Regions from separate parts of the Hordeum vulgare genome. Here region 1 is linked to region 2. A link is a contact called in public Hi-C data. All regions are on one chromosome and are shown on one strand. The core of a region is the stretch at or near the end of the contact, and the rest is flanking DNA. Distances in the headings are between cores, read along the strand shown. Region 1 holds the start of LOC123444673 (thioredoxin H5-like). Region 2 holds the start of LOC123444618 (probable inactive receptor kinase At5g58300).

Region 1 (4,591 bases), core at 1,337-3,836, 200 kb after region 2:
CATGGTTACGTGTGGATAATAGACACAAATGTGACCATCTAGTAGATGCATCGATTAGCACCATGAAGTACCTAAATGGTCCGGGCAGAGGTTGTATTGGACCACATATATCTCCATGAATTCTTTCAAGAAAATTAAGTGACTCATTTTTAATTTTAAGATAAGATGGCTTAATAATCAATTTCCCGGTAGCACACGCGGTGGATACAAAATCTGATGATTTGGGAAATCTTTTAATTGGTAAATTATGACCAACAGAATTACTTATAATTTTTCTCATCATACCTATTCCGAGATGATCAAGGCGATCATGCCAAGTCTTGAATTTATCAAGATTTTGAAAAATTATTTTGTACGCAACATAAGGTACGGGTTTTATGTATGTAAAGTATAATCCGGATGAAAATGATGGGAATTTTTCAAGAGTTTGTTCCGCATATCCGTTGCTTTTTGTTAAAAGCAAAAATTCTTTGTTATCCACCTCTATTGTTTTTAGATGGAAATTGTTAGATCGGATATCTTTGAAACTTATAAGGGTACGTGTAGATTCAGGATACAAGAGTGCATTCTGAATTACGATGGTAGTACCTATAGGGAGTGTGAATGTGGCTCTTCCTGTTATGTTCATAACATTTTCCTTTCTCTTAGTAAGAGTTTGGAAATATTTTGCTTTCCTTAGAATCGTGTTAGTGATAGCACTATCCACTAAACATAACTCTTCTTCCATCGGATTGTTCCCGTTAAAATTCTTTCTTCTTTCCTGTAGCCTACTCTTCTTTAGAGCGATGCGTGCATGATAACATGAAGAGAGTAGAAAGGAATGAAGTGAATGAGTTATCGTATTGATTTGATGTCTGGGCTTTTATATTGCCTGAACAGGCGCTTACAACGTCGGTTACAATGATATCACGACTGTTCTAATAGTCGTGGTGTCTCTTGGATGGACACAACGTTTGGACAACGCCAGATCTAATAACTGCCTAGTTAGCCTACGTCTAACGCTACATGCTAGCTGCTGTTAACTGCTACTAACTGCTAATTGGCTTCTAACACATTTAAAGGGCAGATGCTCTTAAGGTATAGGTGAAAATGCCACACGGTGTATAGATTTGCTAGACAGTGTTTAAATGCATTGTCCAAGAGCATTTTTTATTCAAAGCTGAATTGATCTTTTTTCCTACCTTGCCTACTTAATCTGTGCCGTTGAATTTAATACAAATATTTTTTATTTCTTTGCATTACATTTTAAATGCTATTTACGACTTATAAGTTATAACCTCTTAGAAAATATCATTGATTTTATTGTGGGTGGTCAAATTAAATCCTGTAAAACTCATTGATTTAAGACGAGTGCTAGGGCCCACACCATAGCTGTTGGATTCCAAGCGGATGGGCTGTTGGATCCCCATAAAAAAGGTTCACCCCTACCTTCTTCCCCCGCGCCTGCCGTCCTCGCCTCATGTCGCCTCCTGCAGCCCCTGTCGCTTGAAGCGTTGCACCACCCTCATCCATCGTCGTGCTCATGGTCGCCCTCGTCGCTGTGCCCTTCGATGCCGACGGAGTTTGCAGAAACCGACCGCCGACATCTCATCCCGACTGAAGCATCTGGCTGAAGATTTTTCTACATCTGGCCGAAGCTTTTGTAGTGGCTGGCTGAAGATTTTTCTACATCTGGTTGAAGCTTTTTCATGTGTGGGATGAAGCTTTTGTTAAAACGGTTGTTACTTTTCGTATGTTCCAAAGTCTGTTTGAAGCTTTTCTATCTACTAGATGTAGTTTTTTGTGTCCGTGGTTGTAGCATGGACACCGCCGTTTGCAGCTGTCCTGGTGTCGCCGTTGCAGCTCCACTAGTCGCCATGGTTGTAGCATGGGGGCACCGGTTCGAGCGTTTTCGGCATGCCATCGGTTGCCTGCTCCGTGTTGTCGTCTCCACCTCTGATGATGAATGGCCGTTCTGGAATTAGGAATCGCCCCCCTCCCCCGAGCGTTGGTAATCGGAGAAAAAAAAAGAAAAGAAAAGAGGGAGATCTATGGGGGGCAGGAGGGTTGCAGCGACGACCAGTGGAGCGGGATGGGTAGGGGAGCTGCGACAATGTGGTTGTGCGCGGCTGTCGGAGCTGCGACGACGTCGTGGCGTGCGGCGGGGGATCTGCGCGTGCAGGAGGAAGGGGAGAGACACGCATTGTCGCTGTACAAATGATGGCGATGGATCTCGTGGCCCCCACGCATCGGGCTCCTGAACCGGATAGAAACGTTTCCCTGGATGCAGTCCTATTTTTTCTTCCTCTTGTGCTTTTTGAAACACCACAAATACCCTTTTGGAATACCGTGGACCAAACAAAGATCCCCACGAATTCAGAGGGGCGAAGCAACGGGTTCGTCGCCGTGCCGGTGTCGGTGCCGGGGTAGCTACTCGTTGACTCAAAATACCTGGCCTGGCCTGGCTGTGCTGCCGATGGTGGCTGGCCTGGTCTGGCGCCAGCGCCGCCGTGTGCTGCCATGCCATACCAAGCCTGCCTGCACTGCACGTCTAGGTTGGTTCATTCGCTGGCCTACTAAAATGGCAACAGGCTCCTCCCTTCCTCGACACCAAACTAATTCTGGACGTGGGAGGGGAGGGGAGGGGAGGGGGTCGGTCGCCTTTTCTGTCTCGCCCTCTCGCTCTCGCGCGCGCGTACGTCTTGTCTTCCCCGCCTGAACGAACCCCCGTTCCCAGCCGCTCCCTCCCTCGGCCTATTTGCAGATCCCCTGTGAACACACCCTCCGGTTTCGACGGTTTGAGCCGCTGCTATTAACGGCAAGGGCCGCCCCGCCCCGGCGCCACCCGCTTCTCTCCGAGCCCCCGCCGCCCGCCGGGGTGGGCTTGCCGTGTGGACGACGGCCGGCATCCAACGCGGCGGAAATCTCAATCTTCTGTTGGATCCGTCCCGTCATCAGGAGGGGGGAACAGGCTTCTCGGTCCTCCTGCACAGGTATGTATGCATGCGTGCGTCCTCCTTCCAGTTCCATCCTTCCCTCAACAATGTAACCGCGACATTCGGATCCAGATTGTATGCGGCGCGCGTGGTAGCATGTTTCTTTCGGGGATTTTAGGCCAGCAAAAGCTCATTACTATCTTGGTGTTCGAGTGATCATACTTTTATTGGAGGTCTCATCCTCTCTAGTTTCGAGCGGTCAAATTTATAAGGAAATTAACGCATCTCCTTTGGGGAGAAAAGACACCCCTAGGATTGTTAGCTTGTGACCAAAATTAATAAATATGTCGAGCAACATCCGTATTCCGTCATCGTGCAGACAAACTTGTTCCTTCTATTGGACTTTGTCGTGGTTGTGACTTGTGGGCATCGAATTTGTTTCAAACCAATCTAAAACAAATGTCACGTTTCTGGCTGGTCAGCATGGTCTGTTCTTGTTCATATTTCTGTGGCCTCTGGCCGTTGTTTCGCTAAGTGCAAGCGCTATTCAACATTTGTAAAGGAGTACATCCTACATTCCGCTAATCCACATATCGTACATGTGTCTTTCTTCATCGATCAGCAGCATTGGGGGAAAAAATCCCTACATATTTATATTCACCGTTTTGCAACCTAGAGCTAGCTATGTTAGTCATGTTCATTCTGTAGGTATCATGTTATGAGATAGTAGCATATTGCTTTCGTTCTAGATTACTATCAGTGAAATAGGGGAATCAGCACTAAACAATATACCTCTTTTTCTTCCCCATCTACCAGAGCCCAGGAGTCCGGACATCCTTACGGATTTTGCTCGAACCAATGGGATGCTGTGGCAGTGTGAGTAGTTTTTACTCACATACATCTCATTTACAATTTGCAACTTTGATAGCTGAATCGTGCATTAGCATCTTTAATGCATAGCTTGTGTTTGTTTGACATGCTACATAGTAATATTTTTTATGTTTTTTGTTGTTGCTCAACTGATAGTAAGTTCCAAAGGAAGCCGTTCATATCGAGTCACACATTAATTAGTAACTCGAGTTGATTTGTTATGCTTCCCTTTGCAGAATCCTGTAGATGACGAGGAACACCTAGACTACAGCTCTGGGAATGTGACTCTTGTAACTGATCTAAAGAGCTGGGAAAAGAAATTGGAAGATGCAACTGAAGCCGATAAAACAGTAAGTATCCTACAACCTAACCCAGCACAAGGATTGATAGGTGCATGTGACTTTCCAATTTGGAATTCATGCGGTTGTTTTGATTAACCATGCTGACATTTTTCAACCCGCACAGCTTGTTGTGAAATTCAGCGCAGTATGGTGTGGCCCGTGTAGGGTCGCTGCTCCTGCATACGCCGAACTTTCTTTGAAGCATGCCGATCTTGTTTTCGTGTCTGTGGACGTAGACGAACTGCCGGTACACCACCGATTCATTACTAATTTAGCTTTGAACAAATGCTCAAACTAAATGTCATTTCGATATATGGTTTTTGTCAGGAACTGGTCACGCAATTCGACATACGAGCCACACCGACATTCATTTTCTTGAGAGATAAGAAGGAGATCGACAAGCTGGTGGGGGGAAACCAGGCCGATCTGCAGCAGAAGTTCGAACCATATTGCCGGCCAGGCGAT
Region 2 (5,029 bases), core at 328-2,827:
TGCATCGGTGCGCGCCGCCGCGCGGACGTCGACCAGATCCGACCGAGTCCATCCATGCAGCAGCAGCAGCTTTGCCGCGCTGCAACCACTCGCCGGATCCATCCATGACCATCACATGCATCCACATCATTCATCATATGGGCCGCCATTACCCATTAGCAGCAAAGCACGAAAGCAAAAGTCCAAAACAAAAGCCACAGCCATTGGATCTTCTTTTTTATGTCTCCCTGAACTTTGCTCTTGTACGTACGCTGTACATGGCATCCGCTAGTTGCGTACACCGGGTTGGTACGCCGGGTGCCCACGCCAAAAGGCAGCCAGCAGTGCCGGAAACCGGATCGGGAAAAGTGGTGGACGGGTCGAGCGAGGGATCGCTGTGCTGTGATGGCGTCCATGTGCTGCTGCTCATCGACCCGGTTTCGCCACCGCTGTAAATGATCGCCACCGCCGCTGTTTGCACATACTTAGCCGGAGCCCGGATGGATGTAATGGCGGAGCTCTCGATCGTTGTGGCCGGGTGGATGTACCGGCCGGCGTGGATCATAATTGGCGCATGATCCGTGGACCTTTCCACCGGAGCATAGTTGTAGTAAGTACCGGTGCCGTTGAGTTCCTCCATTGCTTGCGCACAACGTCTATAATATTCAACTCGATCACCCCGCATGTTATGCCGAGGACGGACCTTGACTGATTAATCTTAATCTAGTCCTAGTTAGTCACCGTGCATGAGTTACTGCGATGTGATCAAACTTTTGGATGGAATCGTAAAGCCCTTATACTGCATCTATGAGACTATGACATTCCGTCCGTACTACGTACGTTCCACCATGGCAGACCAGAGCAGAGCAGAGGGAATGTCCTGCGTCGACAACCAAGGGAAATGATAAACTAGCGCACCAGCCAGCCGTATTGCAACTACTAATACAGATTTACTAGTACAATTTTTGTCTGCCCTTTGTAGACGTTGGTACTGCCAGGCAGCGTACGTGAGCTGATGAGTAGTCAATGCATGCACCGGCCGCTTGATTAATCAATCAATCAATCGATCGATCGATCGCTAGTGTTATTAAGTCTACCATGATGCTGCCTGCACTACCAGCACTACTACTAGCTATTGTTGTTGTTGTTGTTGTACCACCGCATCACTAAAATGATTATTACAACTTGTGATGGATCAATAATTACCTGTACCACCATACCACACCAAGCTAGTAGTACAACTGGAGGCCGAGTATAATACAAACGGGAAAGAAAAGAAAGATGGAGGTACGTACTGTATGTCTGTATCAGTACTAGCAACAAAACGAAAAGCGTATGCCCGGGCCCACGGGTCAGAGGAAGGAAGGAGCCCTTGGCAGCAGCACTCTTGGCCAACGCCCCCCCTTCTCTTAAATGCACAGCGAGTTTGCACACACACGACTCCACAAACACACAGAGGCGCGCGCACCTCACCTGACCGCACAACCGCACTGTACTGCACTACCTCACACTCAGAGGAGGGGAGGAGGGGAGGAGACGGCGCAGGGCGGGCAGGTCCGGCCGAGAGTCCGTCGGGAGGGGGAGGCGGCGGGGGGAATGCCGCTGGCCGTTGGTTCTCGGAGCGTGATTCTGGGCCTAGTCGGCGGCGGCGGCGCCCTGTTGTAGTTTGGAGGGGGGCGGTTGGTCGATTCGCGGGGCGGCCAAGGAACGAGGCCGGAATTCCCTTCACCGGCGCCGGAGAGGGGGGGATTTGCGACGGGCCTTCTCGCCGTGCTGGCGTGCGCTCGCGCGGAGGAGGAGCATGGCGCGGGTGGGAGGTGGCCGAGGCTGGGATTTCTCGCGAGGTATGTATGGATGGACCTCGTGCCTCTTCCCAGTACAATGCACTTCTTTTCCTCTCGTTTCTGTCCCGGCTAATCGCACGATTTCGTGGAGCATGGCTCAGCGGTCGGTCGTTTCTTGCGCACCTTTTTTTTCATTTAAATTTAAATAAAAAGAAAGTAAAAGCAAAGATACTAGAATGTACTCCATTTTTAAACTAATATAAAAGTGTTTAGATCACTATTTTAATGATCTAAACGCTCTTATATTACTAGTTTACGGAGGGAGTATCTTTTCCCGGTGCTACTAATTCTGGGTTTCCTTTTAAAATGTGTTAAATTCAGGAGCTGAACACACACACCCTGTAGATTAACTGATGCCATTTTTAGCTTCGATGCATTAATCTTCATTTATTTCCTGCTTCCACTCACCATTGCTGCTATGCCTGTCAAAACTTTGAAGTGTAAAAAATAGTCAGCGAGCCAGGCATGTGCAATGGGCAGATTTACCTGTGCAACTTCCAACCTTAAATGCTGTTGCAAGAAAAAGTAAAAGTAAAGATACTACTACTAGAATGTATGGGCAACGTTCGTTTCCTAGTGCTACTATTAATTTGGGGTTTCTTTAGAAAAGTGCTAAATTCAGCACCCGCCTTGGAGCGTTTCACTGTGATCAATCCATGCCATTTCTGCTTCGATTTGTATATTTGGTAGGTGCTCTAGTCTTTAACTCTTTATATCCTGCTTCCACTGCATGTGCAAGGAGCAAATGTGCTTGTAAAATAGCCAGGAATGTGCAAGCAGCAAATTTACTTGTACTTGTAAAATAGCCAGGAATGTGCAAGGAGCAAATTTACTCGTACAATTTCCAACCTAAATGCTCTAGGAGAAACATGGAAGCATGAACAAATTACAATCTTACTGTTGCAAGAAAAGTACTTCACTGCACTGCATTTCTACAGCTACAACTGTGGACTGTTTGTACCTAGTGTTTCCAGGAAACGTTTGTATGTAGTGCGCAGACAGCGACATCTCTCGCTCTGCACATTTGTCCCATGGCGTGAAGCCTGAGATGCCCTGCTCTACCATCGTGCCAGCTAGTGTGCCGTGCTGCCCATGATCACACACATCCGTCCATTATAATCCGCAGAGAGCCCCACGCCGCCCCCCGGAACCTCGAAAAAAAGGAATCCTCATCCCCGCTCGCATCTGAGACCACCTGCTTTATGTGCTGGACTTTTGGTTCGGTGCCACTGCTTTTATTCAAAGCGCTAGCTAGCTTGTTCCTTGAGAAAATTACATCTAGGTAGTAGTCGACCCTTGGTTAGTAGGTGCTCTCTGGGCAGTTGCTTTTGTGCATGTTCTACCTGTGCAGTGCAGCCAAGGAGTTGGCCAGTGTGCTGTGGCTTTCCTTTTATCTATTTCAAGTCCTGTTGGAATCCCGCCTTGTCACTATCCCTGCGTCCTTTCTGGCAAGTACCCAAGCGCCTTGTTTAGGCGTTAAGAAAACTGAGGTGTCCTGTGCAGTGCAGAAAAGGCTAAAGAGGAGTTTCATTTTATGGGTTTGTTTTTGGATGCTTTGTAAAAAGATACGTATGTGGGTTTCGTTTTATGCAGCACATGATCGCACCTGCCTCGCTGATGCACTGATTAGCTACAGGGGTGGGGCTTTGAATCGGTTAGTCTAAAGGAAAGACAAGGGTGTCATTCGTTGTAATGTTCCTCTGGGAGGGGAGGTTGGTATGCAGTAGCAGTTGAGAAAATCTGATGGACCCTGGACATGTCGATGGGTGGTAGCGCTTTGTCATTTTGTTATGGGGTGTATGTTTTTGTTCCAATAATGAGCTTTCCTCCGGCTTTCGATGCCACTAACGCGGATCAGTTATGATGCAAAGCCTGTAAAGCTGTTGGTGTTTGTAACACTGAGATACTGTATCTAGGTTCCTTGGGTCTTAAGTAATGTTGCTAGTATTGAATAAATCTGCATTTTTTACCGTTTGTGTAAGTAATCTCCCTGGCCATTAGAAACTGGGGTTGATAGCCTGGCACAACTTGTGTCAAATCCTGTTAATCTCACAACAGGCTCCTTTCTGGTCATCAAATTTGCTGTTATTTGGCAGGACCAGTAAACTTATACTCCCTCCGTCCCAAAATAAGTGACTCAACTTTGTACTAACACTAGTACAAAGTTAGTACAATGTTGAGTCACTTATTTTGGGACGGAGGGAGTATTACATTTTCCGAAACCAGACCCTGCATTGCAAACATGAGTGAAGATTCATCTTGTAAACTGTTAATGGATGAAAGAATTTTCTTCCATCCAACCGCGCAACTCTCTTAGTAGTTCTGTTCTACATTATTGGTCCTTTATAAAGACATTACAATGTCAGAAGGAAATAGTTATTGCTCTTTTGCCTTTTCTCATGGTCCCTAAAGCAATGATGTTTAGTTAGTTGCTTAATCATGAAGTAACTATCTTCATCGGGAAGCTCATTTGCTTCATCAGTTCATTTTGTGTATCCAAAATCCCTTCCAGTTCTACTATGTTTCTTCCACTTATAAACTGCACATTATACGCCCTCTATGATTCTGACTGTTGTTGTTATGAACCAATCTCACTTACTCTTGACTTACATTTTCCTTTTGTGCAGCAGGAGTGAAACATTGATGACCCTCGGATTATAATTCTGGTTCTCCTTGTTCTCTGGACATCCTAACAATGCAACATCTTTTGCTCATAGCTTTTCTTTCCGCTTCTTTCTTCCTTCATTACCCTCCTTGTGCCAAAGGAGCTGATCTGAACTCTGACAAGCAAGCCCTTCTTGCATTTTCTGCATCTCTGCCTCATGCAAGAAAGATCAACTGGACCCTCACAACCCAGGTCTGCACATCTTGGGTTGGGGTTACATGCACACCAGACGGGAAGCGTGTTCGTATGCTGCGACTACCTGCAGTGGGACTATTTGGTCCTATGCCCTCGAACATACTTGGCAAGCTTGATGCCTTAGAGGTGTTAAGCCTTCGGTCCAATCGTCTTACTGTTAGCCTCCCCCCTGATGTAGCATCCATTCCTTCTCTGCACTCTCTCTACCTTCAGCGCAACAACTTGTCGGGCATAATACCTACTTCACTATCATCAAATCTAGCATACCTTGACCTGTCGTACAACTCATTTGTTGGAGAAATCCCATTGAAAGTGCAAAATATGACTGAGCTTACTGGGTTGTCTC

Evidence for each region. Hi-C and Micro-C count contacts between places; a contact is called where the count stands out from the background.
Region 1: a Hi-C map of leaf shows a contact between it and region 2, with 4 times the contacts expected there. The contact joins the promoter of LOC123444673 here to the promoter of LOC123444618 in region 2. A contact is called at or near these places in 3 of 6 Hi-C or Micro-C datasets (leaf and seedling) and 1 of 1 datasets of contacts at active chromatin or transcription factors (embryo).

Annotation. Positions count from the first base shown.
Region 1 is chr1H:452,930,023-452,934,613 of MorexV3_pseudomolecules_assembly, forward strand. LOC123444673 (thioredoxin H5-like) reads left to right here and starts at 2,587. Exons shown (of 5, transcript XM_045121472.1): 1 at 2,587-2,972; 2 at 3,732-3,791; 3 at 4,022-4,135; 4 at 4,251-4,373; 5 at 4,454-4,591. The coding sequence starts at 3,774.
Region 2 is chr1H:452,729,735-452,734,763 of MorexV3_pseudomolecules_assembly, forward strand. LOC123444618 (probable inactive receptor kinase At5g58300) reads left to right here and starts at 1,578. Exons shown (of 3, transcript XM_045121412.1): 1 at 1,578-1,823; 2 at 4,451-5,029. The coding sequence starts at 4,519. LOC123444632 (a long non-coding RNA gene) reads right to left here. Exons shown (of 3, transcript XR_006631014.1): 3 at 1,830-2,254.